Regions from separate parts of the Mus musculus genome. Here region 2 is linked to region 1. The links are chromatin contacts, called in public Micro-C maps. All regions are on one chromosome and are shown on one strand. The core of a region is the stretch at or near the end of the contact, and the rest is flanking DNA. Distances in the headings are between cores, read along the strand shown. Region 1 overlaps Irak3 (interleukin-1 receptor-associated kinase 3). Region 2 overlaps 4921513I03Rik (RIKEN cDNA 4921513I03 gene).

What was found. A called contact is a pair of places that touch in the nucleus more often than the background predicts.
Region 2: a Micro-C map of the G1E-ER4 cell line shows a contact between it and region 1. The contact joins two enhancer-like sites. A contact is called at or near these places in 1 of 39 promoter capture datasets (hippocampal neurons), 1 of 484 Hi-C or Micro-C datasets (the G1E-ER4 cell line) and 1 of 115 datasets of contacts at active chromatin or transcription factors (pancreatic cancer cells).

What each region holds. Positions count from the first base shown.
Region 1 is chr10:120,165,510-120,170,535 of GRCm38.p6, forward strand. It overlaps Irak3 (interleukin-1 receptor-associated kinase 3), which reads right to left. Exons shown (of 12, transcript NM_028679.4): 6 at 4,809-4,873; 7 at 896-1,010. Among named protein-coding and RNA genes, the nearest start is that of Gm34545, 6.5 kb to the right of the region's middle. Within about 2 kb of position 3,377, at least 31 of the 459 cell types and tissues checked have an H3K27ac peak or open chromatin away from gene starts, as enhancers often do. A contact at or near this core is called in the G1E-ER4 cell line, where this site is marked.
Region 2 is chr10:120,773,147-120,778,150 of GRCm38.p6, forward strand. It overlaps 4921513I03Rik (RIKEN cDNA 4921513I03 gene), which reads left to right. Exons shown (of 3, transcript NR_038000.1): 3 at 4,489-5,004. Among named protein-coding and RNA genes, the nearest start is that of 4921513I03Rik, 9.9 kb to the left of the region's middle. Within about 2 kb of position 2,430, at least 24 of the 459 cell types and tissues checked have an H3K27ac peak or open chromatin away from gene starts, as enhancers often do. A contact at or near this core is called in the G1E-ER4 cell line, where this site is marked.

The DNA of each region.
Region 1 (5,026 bases), core at 2,127-4,626:
TACTCCCTCAGCCCCCCCCCCCCCCATGCCCTAAATAGACTCTATTCCATACTAAGCCATCTGTGGCTGGTACTTCAGGGGGAAGGGATGTCTCAGCATGGGCCCGCAGAGGCGCCCCCTTCCCCCACATCATATCACGTCTCCACCAAACATATCCCTGGCTTCTCTTCTCTATCTTTTTATAAAACACAACAGCCACCGCTGTAGATGGCACTGCGGAAGGAGAGGCGAAGCAACATTTCAGTTTGCTACCACCTATTTTTAATTCCAAATGGGTTTTCCTCTACAGCTCAAGGGCAGTGGTTCTCAACCTGCAGGCTGCCAGTCCCATAGGGTTCACATATCAAATATAACATATATCAGATATTTACATTACAATTCATAGCAGTAGCGAAAGTACAGTTATGAAGTAACAACGAAAATAATTTTATGGTTGGGGGAACACCGCAACATGAGGAACTGTGTTAAAGGGTCAAAGCATTGGGAAGGAAGGTTGAGAACCACGGCTCTAGGGAAATACCCAACAATTTTTAACATTAGTTTAGTCAAACTGTGGCCAGTGCCCTGGGGTTACAGCTTAGCGGTAGAATCCTTGCTTAGCATGCGTAACGCACTAACCCTATGCCCATCTGAGTACCACATGCCAAGGAAGCTGAGGGTAGTGGGTATAAACTCACTGTACATATGTGTTAATATTACCCAGAACCCAGGAACCCATGTGTTCAAGCCGCCTTCTAAGGGTAAGAAATCAATCTCCTGGGAGGTCCTTCGCTTCCCTGGGAACCATTGCTGAATATACCCCGCCCACTCCCAATGCGCATGCTCAGATCTCGCCCTTCAGCTTCCTCCAGTGTCAACAGCCAAAGGACCCAAGGGACTGGTACCCACGACTTACTGTGCACTGTAATCTGTCGAAAAGCGTCCCGTTGCTCATATAGGGATAAACCAGACAAAGTTTCTCAGTCTCCGTGAAATATGCAGCCAGCTCTAGTATGTGGGGGTGACGGAACCTTGAAACAAAGTTTTAAACCATCAGATTCTCCACGTTAGACCAGATCTAACGTAACTAAGTTTGGCTGAGAGACAAGTAATTTCCTTGGGTGTTCAGACAAGCACTAGTGCCACCCTTTCTAATCAACTGTCAGCATGTAAATCAATATATATATTAAAATACAAGGCAGAAAATTTAAGGAAGCATCGGTTTCTTGAGCCTTGGGATACTGAAAATGTCATACCAAACATTCATATAAAAGCCACAATTCAATATTCACTTATTGATATGAAACTGTGTCACATCTTTATTTGTTACACAAATAATGGTTGTGCAATGGAAACCCATCTGATTAAGTGTGCAATGCAAGGAAAATCACGAAAACACAGGACTAGAGAAGACTGTCTTCATCCATCCATTGCTGGATCATTACTACATAGGGTGCTGGGCTAAGGCCCAGTTACATACAGGCAAGGGACAATTATGCCTTTACAAAGCTTGGATTACTATCTACAATCCACATAATAGCGTCTTCATCTATAAAAATATGACACTGATTTTAGATTTCAGATTTCTAGTGTACTATATATATATATATATATATATATATATATATATATATATATATATATATATACACACACACATATCTATATATATCTTAGGCTCCTGTCCTAATCAGTTATTAACCATCTAGCCCAAATAAATTCTACTCCTTAGATGTCATTGTTATATGAAGGTCAGTATAGTCCAGGCATGATAGTGGAAGGGACAAGAAGCCCCAAGACCAAGTTCTCAGAACAAAGGAAATTTATTTTTCCCAAAGGGACAGAAGGCAGGGAATAAGAGACAAAGACAGGAGATAGAGGACGAGGGAGAAGGGGAAGGAAACAGGGAGAGGGAACAGGGGTATTTGTCTGGGGGGTGGGGGTGGGAAGGACTGCCCCTGAATAGACAGAGGATAGACTGTGGCCCAAAGGTAAATGGCAGTTTATAAGGGCAAAAGGAGAAACCTCATGTTAGGCTGAGGCATTTAATTTTGATTGGACAGGCTAATTAGGGCAGCCCAAGGGAGCTTTTGATAGCTGGACCTTGGTAGTTAGCCTTAGAGGAGAAAGTGGGCAAATAAGGAACTAGGCCATGATGGCTAGCCTCAGGAACCGAACATAATGGTTTTTAGCAAGACGGAGGGAATAGGGGAACAGGGCAAGGCCTGCCGGAGCTGTTTGCTGGCTAGAATCCCCTAATCGTCACTCTTCACTGTAGCTTCAGAAAAGCACAGCTTTCGGTCAGCACCGTCTGATGGACTGATGGTCCCGAAAGGAATCGAAAGCACAGGGCAAGCTGAGCCCAAGAGTCCATCTCTCTGTGCTTCCAGACTGGACTCAATGAGACCAGTTACCTTGCAATCCCACCACAGTGACTTCTTGCCATGATGCGCTGTCCTCTCAAACCACAAGCGAAAACAAACCTTCAGCCTCTTAAGTCGTTGTTTTTTGTTTTGTTTTGTTTTGTTTTGTTTTGTTGTTTTTTAATCATGTGTCTTGTCACAGCCACAAAATGTGAATTTCCCAATACTGTGAGTTTGTAAAAATCGCTGAAGACCCCCAGACCCAGACACTATGCAAAAACAAAGAGCATTTATTCTGCAGAAACAACTATTCTTTGAAATGGGGACCCCAGACAGAGGTGCACAGGCCTTCTTGTAGAGAATGGGGTGAACTCTCTAGAAGGATTGGGTAATCTAAAATTTCATTGGTGGGTTCTAGAGGGTCACAGGTGGTCAGCAGTCTGCATTCCTGTGTTATGAGTGTGCAACTGTAGAATGAGATAAGGCTGCTGAGCACAGAGGGCCCATTCTGAGATAAGCTATTTCTCCATTTCTGTGGTTATCCCCAGGCTGTTCTTTGGGAGAGAGTTTTATGATCTTATTTATGGTCTGTTCCTGGAGCTGGTGCCTTAGGGCTTTCTTTTCAAAATTAGGCCTGGTCCTTAAATGGAGACAAATGGGGTTTATGTTGTGTTTTTCAAATTCAGTTTAATATTCTGAATGCCTACTGTGTTTTGGACATGTTTGAGAACATTAAAATCGATGAAGCTGTAAGGAATGTTCTACTTGTAAAGGTCTATTATTTGCTTCTTTTATAGTGAACTTCCTGCAAACACAAATATACTCTTCTTATGTACACATGTACAGTTGACACAATTACAGAACGAGCAGAAGGTGAGCGAGCAGAACCCTTTCTCAAAGCAACATCGAAAGGCTGTAGTAATCAAATCGGTGGGCATTGGCAGAAAGCAGCCCTTCCAGGTCAGTGCCTCAGAACAGAGGGTTCAGAAACAACCAAGCCCTAAGTACACCCTCAACTAAAACCGTGACTAGGAGGTAAGAAATACACAAGAGGAAAGAAACATCTCTTCAGTGACTGATAGTATGGAAAGATGAAGGGAAAGAGGATTTGTTTCTCACCACATGTAAAAATTAACTTGATTGACACATCACAAACGTAAACAAAAGATCTGACGCCTTAAGGTCCTAAAATGTCTTCAACGCTGGCCTTGGCAATGATTTTTTTTTTCTTTCTTTTAAGATAGCACGGGTGTTACTGCATTCTTGAGTCAAGAAAGATTATTTAAGCCTCTCAATAGAAGGCAGGTCAGCGACACACAGAACAGCAAGGCAAACAGTGTGCTACCTGTTGCTGCAAAGGAGAAAACTGAGAAAGGAGGAAACTAAGAAACCAAACCGTGGGTGTGAGGGTGATCTAGCTGGGACAGCTGTCTCTCCTTTGATTTCCAGGGCTAATCGAGCTCAACTGGCTGGGGGGGGGGGTGAGGGGGGACGGAGCTTCCTCTGCACCACTCTGTGTCAAAGATCCCGGAATATAAGGCGCACCGGTGCACCGGTTCAGGGTGTATGAGTAGCTGCGCCCAAATGTTCTTGCACACTCATAGCACACCTCCAAGAATATGTTTTTAAAAGCTGGCAATAAGGTTGCCTTTGGAAAAAAATCAGCTAGGTAGTGAGGGAAAACACTCCTCTAAGTTTACCCTTTTGGGCATCTCAGATTTTGAAATGTCTGAATCTTACCTTCATAAACAAGTAAAACTTGAATGCAAAAAAAAAATCTATTACTACAATTTCTGGATTGAGAGTTTGATTAGCTATTAATATTAGTGTCTAATATTCTAGTCTCTGGTACTGGCTATGAAAGGGACTGGATACTGTATAATGTCTGCTCTCCCTACTTCCCTCTCCACCCGTACATCACATATCAAAAGCACTAGGAAAAAGAATTCCTTTGTGAAGGGCGATGAACTTCACAGGGTTAGAGTCCCTCCGTGAGGGAGGCTGCACAGCTGTACTTATGAATTTATATAAAACTGAAGCCATCTAAATTTGTCTCCCAGGACTCCCAGACCATGAATGAATTCCCAGGAAAATCATATGCACATCAAAAGCCTTGGATTTCTTTGTCTAAAACTTTCTGAAGAGAACCACTCCGATGAAACCGCTGTCTCAACTGAGACTTCTCTGAGGGAGGGGAAGTGTTCTGATGCTAAGAATTACCATTCGGCCATGTTAGTCACACAGGATTTCACCTAACTTCTTGTGACATTTTCTTGTTTCAATATGTCCAAGTATATCACGGATTCTGTTCCATCCCAAAATACATTTTAAAATGCACTTTAAGGAGAACACCAAAGCAGATGTCAAAACTGTATTTAATGTTCTAACATCCAACCCACGCTAATTAAATGCTAGCCATGCCAATTCCTGTGCTCTAAGACCCCAAGATGAACCAAGTACACTCACAGGAGTAGAACTTCCAGTTCTGATAAAAATCTCTTCCAGTGCTTCTTTAGTTGCATTTTTTTCTCCTAAATGTCACAGAAGAAAGAAAAAGGAAACAATGTAAGAGATGGCTCTCTACTTCTGGGAATCTTTGTCTAGGACGAGTTTCCCTTTTTTGATGTAGAGTTGAGCCCCACCCCTGTAACCCCATCCCAGCCCCCAGGAATCCTTAGCATTCA
Region 2 (5,004 bases), core at 1,180-3,679, 610 kb after region 1:
CTAGCATAGAGCACTGGTCCAAACGTCTACAAATTCAACTAAACCAAAGATGATCTTGTATTTGAACACTCCAGTCTCAACACAATGGACCCCAGAGTGGAAGAGGCCACTGTTGGAGAGCGTAAACCACTTAGAGGTTGAAATTTTTCAGACTCTGTAAGCAATTTTCAGGCTTTTAAACTAAAATATGAGTTTGAAGATGGCAGAAGAATTCTCTTTTCACCTCTTTCTCCTTTCAAGACTTATGGTGAAATAAAAAGAGCAACAAACAGAAATCCACAGAGTCTATCTTGGAAGGCATGTGTAACCTCAACAAACAACACAAAGAGTGAACGCATGTGCAAAGAATCGAAGGGACATAATAAAAAAAAAACCCTAAGGCTCAATTCTAGAGCCTTAAGCCGGGCAGTGGTGATGCATGCCTTTAATCCCAGCACTTCAGAGGCAGAGTCAGGCAGATTTCTGAGTTCAAGGCCAGCCTGGTCTACAGAGTGAGTTCCAGGACAGCTAGGGCTACACAGAGAAACCCTGTCTCGAAAGAAGAAAGAAAGAAAGAAAAGAAAAGAAAAGAAAAGAAAGAAAGAAAGAAAGAAAGAAAGAAAGAAAGAAAGAAGGAAAGAAAGAACAATTCTAGAGCCTTTAGAAGGAACTGTTAGTTTCTTCTAGGCTCCACCCAACCGTTACCTAGCAACAGCTAGGTATGAGCCTGGCTCTGTTGAAGGACTATACAGCTTGCTTGCTCTCTCTCTCTCTCTCTCTCTCTCTCTCTCTCTCTCTCTCTCTCTCTCCCTCCCTCCCTCCCTCTCCTACACACTCTCTTCCCCACATGTCCTTCCACGTGTTCTCAGCTGTCCTCTTCCTCTCTTCCCCTCTCTCCCTGTCCTTCTCTGTCTCTCTCCCTCCTCTGCCTCTACCCTCTCCTCCCCGTCCCAAATAAACTCCCTTTTATAAAAGTCCTGTTGGCTTAATTGTTCATGGCGACACTTAAGCAGGGCCTGCCAAGGCACAGGAATTATGGGTGAATGGTAACATGAAGCCTGGTGTCATGGCAAAGGCCTGTGATCCTAGCACATAACCTCCGCAGCTAATTCTGGCAAAGAGCAATAGGTCCCTGTGCCTTATCTGGGAGTTTATAACACAGATCTGACATTTATTTTCCTGCTGCTAGATCCTGACCAGGGAGGGAGATCATGACTGCCGAAGCTGATTCTCTCAGAGAGAAGAGACTGCCTGTATCATTCCTAGAAGATGAATAGTATGTATCATATGACCTCACACTCACACTGAGGCGTTACCTCTCCAGCAATTAAACCTCAGTTGTGCATTTCTTGTGAACGAAAATGCTGCTGTTGTTGATCCTCATGATTTCACCGGCCCTTCATCTTCCACAACTCTACTTGTTGAACTAAAATAGTGGTACTGGTTGGCCATGGAATATACTAGTTCCTTAGCTTGATGAAATGAGGTGAGACATCTAAGCTCACTGGGCAGTTCAGCTTGCTTGTGGAGCTTGGTCAGTGGTCTTTCGAGAAAGCTGAATCTAGCCAGCTGCCCCTCTAAATCCAAATCATAAGGAGCAAACCACCCACACACCTGCCCAGGGCTGCCATAAGCTGGCCCATCCAGAATCGGTCTAGGTTAATGGTGGCTCTCTTCTATTCAAAAGACACCCACAAAACCAAAATCCCCTTTTTCTACTGGCATCAGGGTAAGGATGGGGGATTATAAAGGCTTGGATCATCATGGCAACTCCACAAAACCCTAACAAAGTTCTAGCAGTGGCTCCAAAGGAAAGAGAGATGTTTGAAATTACACAGAATTCAGGATAATGTCCTAAAGAAGTTCAGAAAGCTCCTAGAATACACAGATTAAAAAACATTAAAAGGGGGACTGAAGAGATGGCTCAGCAGTTAAGAGCACTGACTGCTCTTTGCAGAGGTCCTGAGCTCAATTCCCAGCAACCACATGGTAGCTCACAACCATCTATAATGGGATCCAATGCCCTCTTCTGAAGACAGCGACAGTGTGCTTATATACATAAGACAAATAAATCCTTATAAACCAATTAAATGAAATCTGTTAAGCAATGCATGGACATTCTAGAGATAACACTAAGAATTCTGGATCAATTTATTGAAACAAAATACAAAGCAACAAAAATGTCAACCATAGTCTCAACAATAGACTCAATGAAGCTCAAAGATGTAGAACATTTGAAATTATTTAACTATAGAAGCAGAAGTAAAATGGAATGAAACACTATGAGGCTAACGAGAAACCACCAAAAGACCCAATCCCTGTTACAGTGTGTTTGCCTCACCTTCTTATCTTTGCTACAATGTGTTTGCCTCACCTCCTTATCTTTGCTACAATGTGTTTGCCTCACTTCCTTTGGTGTCGAGAGGAAGGGAGGAGCCTGGAAGAGGAGCTCACACAACAGCTGCGGGTGCAGATCAGACAAACTCAAGAGCAGACAGCACAGGGTAAGAACCAACGTGAACCACCTGCAGAGGCTGACTCTGACCTTAGCTATGTGGGCTCACAAAAAAGCAAAGGCACTATTCAAGACTCCCTAAGGTCTCTTCCTCCTCCTCCTCCTCCTCCTCCTCCTCCTCCTCTTGGGTCTCTCTTAGTTTTTAAAGTAAACAAATACATTGCAGGAACTGGAGAGGAAGCTCAGAACGTCATGTTTGCCTAGCATGCTTGCAACCTTGGGTTCAATCCCCGGCAAACTGAGTGTGGCACGGCAGGCTCATAAACACAGCACAGGGACCACGAAGCAGGAGGAACCAGAGTTCAGTGTCACCCTGGGTACATAGTAAGCCTGAGGCCAGACTGTCTGAAAGGAGAAAAGTGGAAGAGACAAACAAACAAATAAATAAATAAATAAATAAATAAGTAAAGAAATGACAATGTATTCCCCTCTGAAAATGGATGCTGTAAAGAGAAGCAAAAATGCCTATGGGAACGTAGCATACATAGATTTGGAAAACTCAGAATAACCCATCCATTTGAAAAAGATAAGGACCACACAAATCTCTAAAACTTTCCTGGACCATCTTGGTTTCTGCATCATTTTGAAGAACTCCACATCTGCTCCATCTCTAAGTGGAATCCTTCGTCCACCACTCTGCTCCATTCATCCTTCTTCCAGTTGAGCTCTCTTGTATTCACACTTCTTCTCAGCTTCATGTGTCACACTGGGGTGATGTGCAGTTAGCTGCATGTCTGTTTGCTCAAACAGCTGCATGCGTGAAGTCTTAGTCTGCCTCATTGCACCCACCATTGACTGGTTCCCAGACACAAGTGTTATGTTGAGTGGATAGACTCTGGCCCATATAAAGGGAATAATCAGGAAGTGGGCAGCTGTTGATTTCTTCACAGATTCTTTTTCTTTTTCTTCTTTTCCTTTTTCTTCTTTTTCTTTTTCTCTTTCTTTTTCTTTTTCTTTTTCTTTTTCTCTTTCTTTCTTTCTTTCTTTCTTTCTTTCTTTCTTTTTTCTTGCTTTGCTTTGCTCTTGCTGCTAATGTAAAGTTTAGGGTAGTGCTTAGAGGGGAAAGGACCTAGCTTTTGTAAAATGTTCATATGTCATGTGATCTGTATTAAAACTCTGAGATTGGTACCAGGAAACCTTGTGGTAACTCCAGACTATCTCTATTTCTTCCCTAGAGTCTTTTGTCTTTTTCCTTGGGGCATAAATAGAAGCCTTGGGCAAAGAGAATCAGGAACCCCACTGCCTATGTGTAGGGGAAAGACCCCTCCTATGTAATTGGATGTTAAAAAAAAGAAAATCTCTTTTAGTGAGGCACAGGATTTTGGCTGAAGTTCAGCCACATACCTAGTCTAAGCTGAATTTGGGTAGAGCCCTAATAATTACAGTTACTCTTTAGAGAAAGAGCCCAAGAGGTTTACCTGGAGATTCATTCCAGATGTGCACAGGTATGTGAGGAGCTTGGTAATGAAGCTGTAAAGCGGATGAGGCCAGTTTGTGCCCCACCGCCTTCCCTCCCTGCAATCGTTCGAATGCTGGGAGATGCTCCCCAGACATCTAACAAACACCAGATGCCTGACCAGTATCACAGGCTAGAGTGTTAAGAAGTAGGGGGGGGGGCAGAACCCCAAACATGAATGCCTTTGCAAGTATCAATCTGCTATGAATTGTAATCAAACAGAAACAATTCTCTTTAGTCCGCTGTTCCTGGGGTAGACCCTTGTATGGCCCACACTTATATACTCCCTCGTGGCAGAGTGTTTGGCTTAGTGACCCTGAGAAGGATACTCATCCCCTGTCTGTCACCAGGAAAGATTGCAGGGCCAGCGTTCCCAGAAACTGGATGTTTTTGTTATATGCATTTCCAGTGTCACCTGTACTCTTCCTCCTTTTCCATTCAAGTTCAGGTGTGCCTTACTTGTATTCAGAATTAGAAGTATTCAAGAAGTCCACTGGGAAGGGTTGCTACTGCATTCATTTATGTCTGTCTCACACAGGGCACCTGTGTATCCAGGCCAGCAATGACAAATACAGCTGTCAGCAGTGTCTTTACATGCTGCGTCATGGTGACAAGGCTTTGACCAACAAAGAGGCATCAAGGTCACACGGTGTGTCCCTGTGAATCCGATATCCTTGCAGACACAATGGGAGTTGTTTCCTCCATCCACACATAGACCTTCATGGGGACATGGCTAATGGGGGGGGGGTGTTGCCAAGCTGTCCTCAGGGCATCTATACAGACACATTGCTTGCATGGCTGCCCTTCTCCTTCAACCCCCTCGGTGCCTCAGGCTATGGTTGTATCTGTCAGCCTGGATTCGAAGCCAGAAGTCTAGCATAACTGTCCTCTGAGAGACTCCACCCAGCAGCTGGTTGAAACAGATGCAGAGACCCCGACCAAACATCAAACAGAACTCCAGGAAAGTCTTGTGAAAGAGTTGGAGAAAGGTTTGAGGAGCCTGGAGGGGATAGGAACTCCACAGGAAGACCAACAGAGTCAACTAGCCTAGACC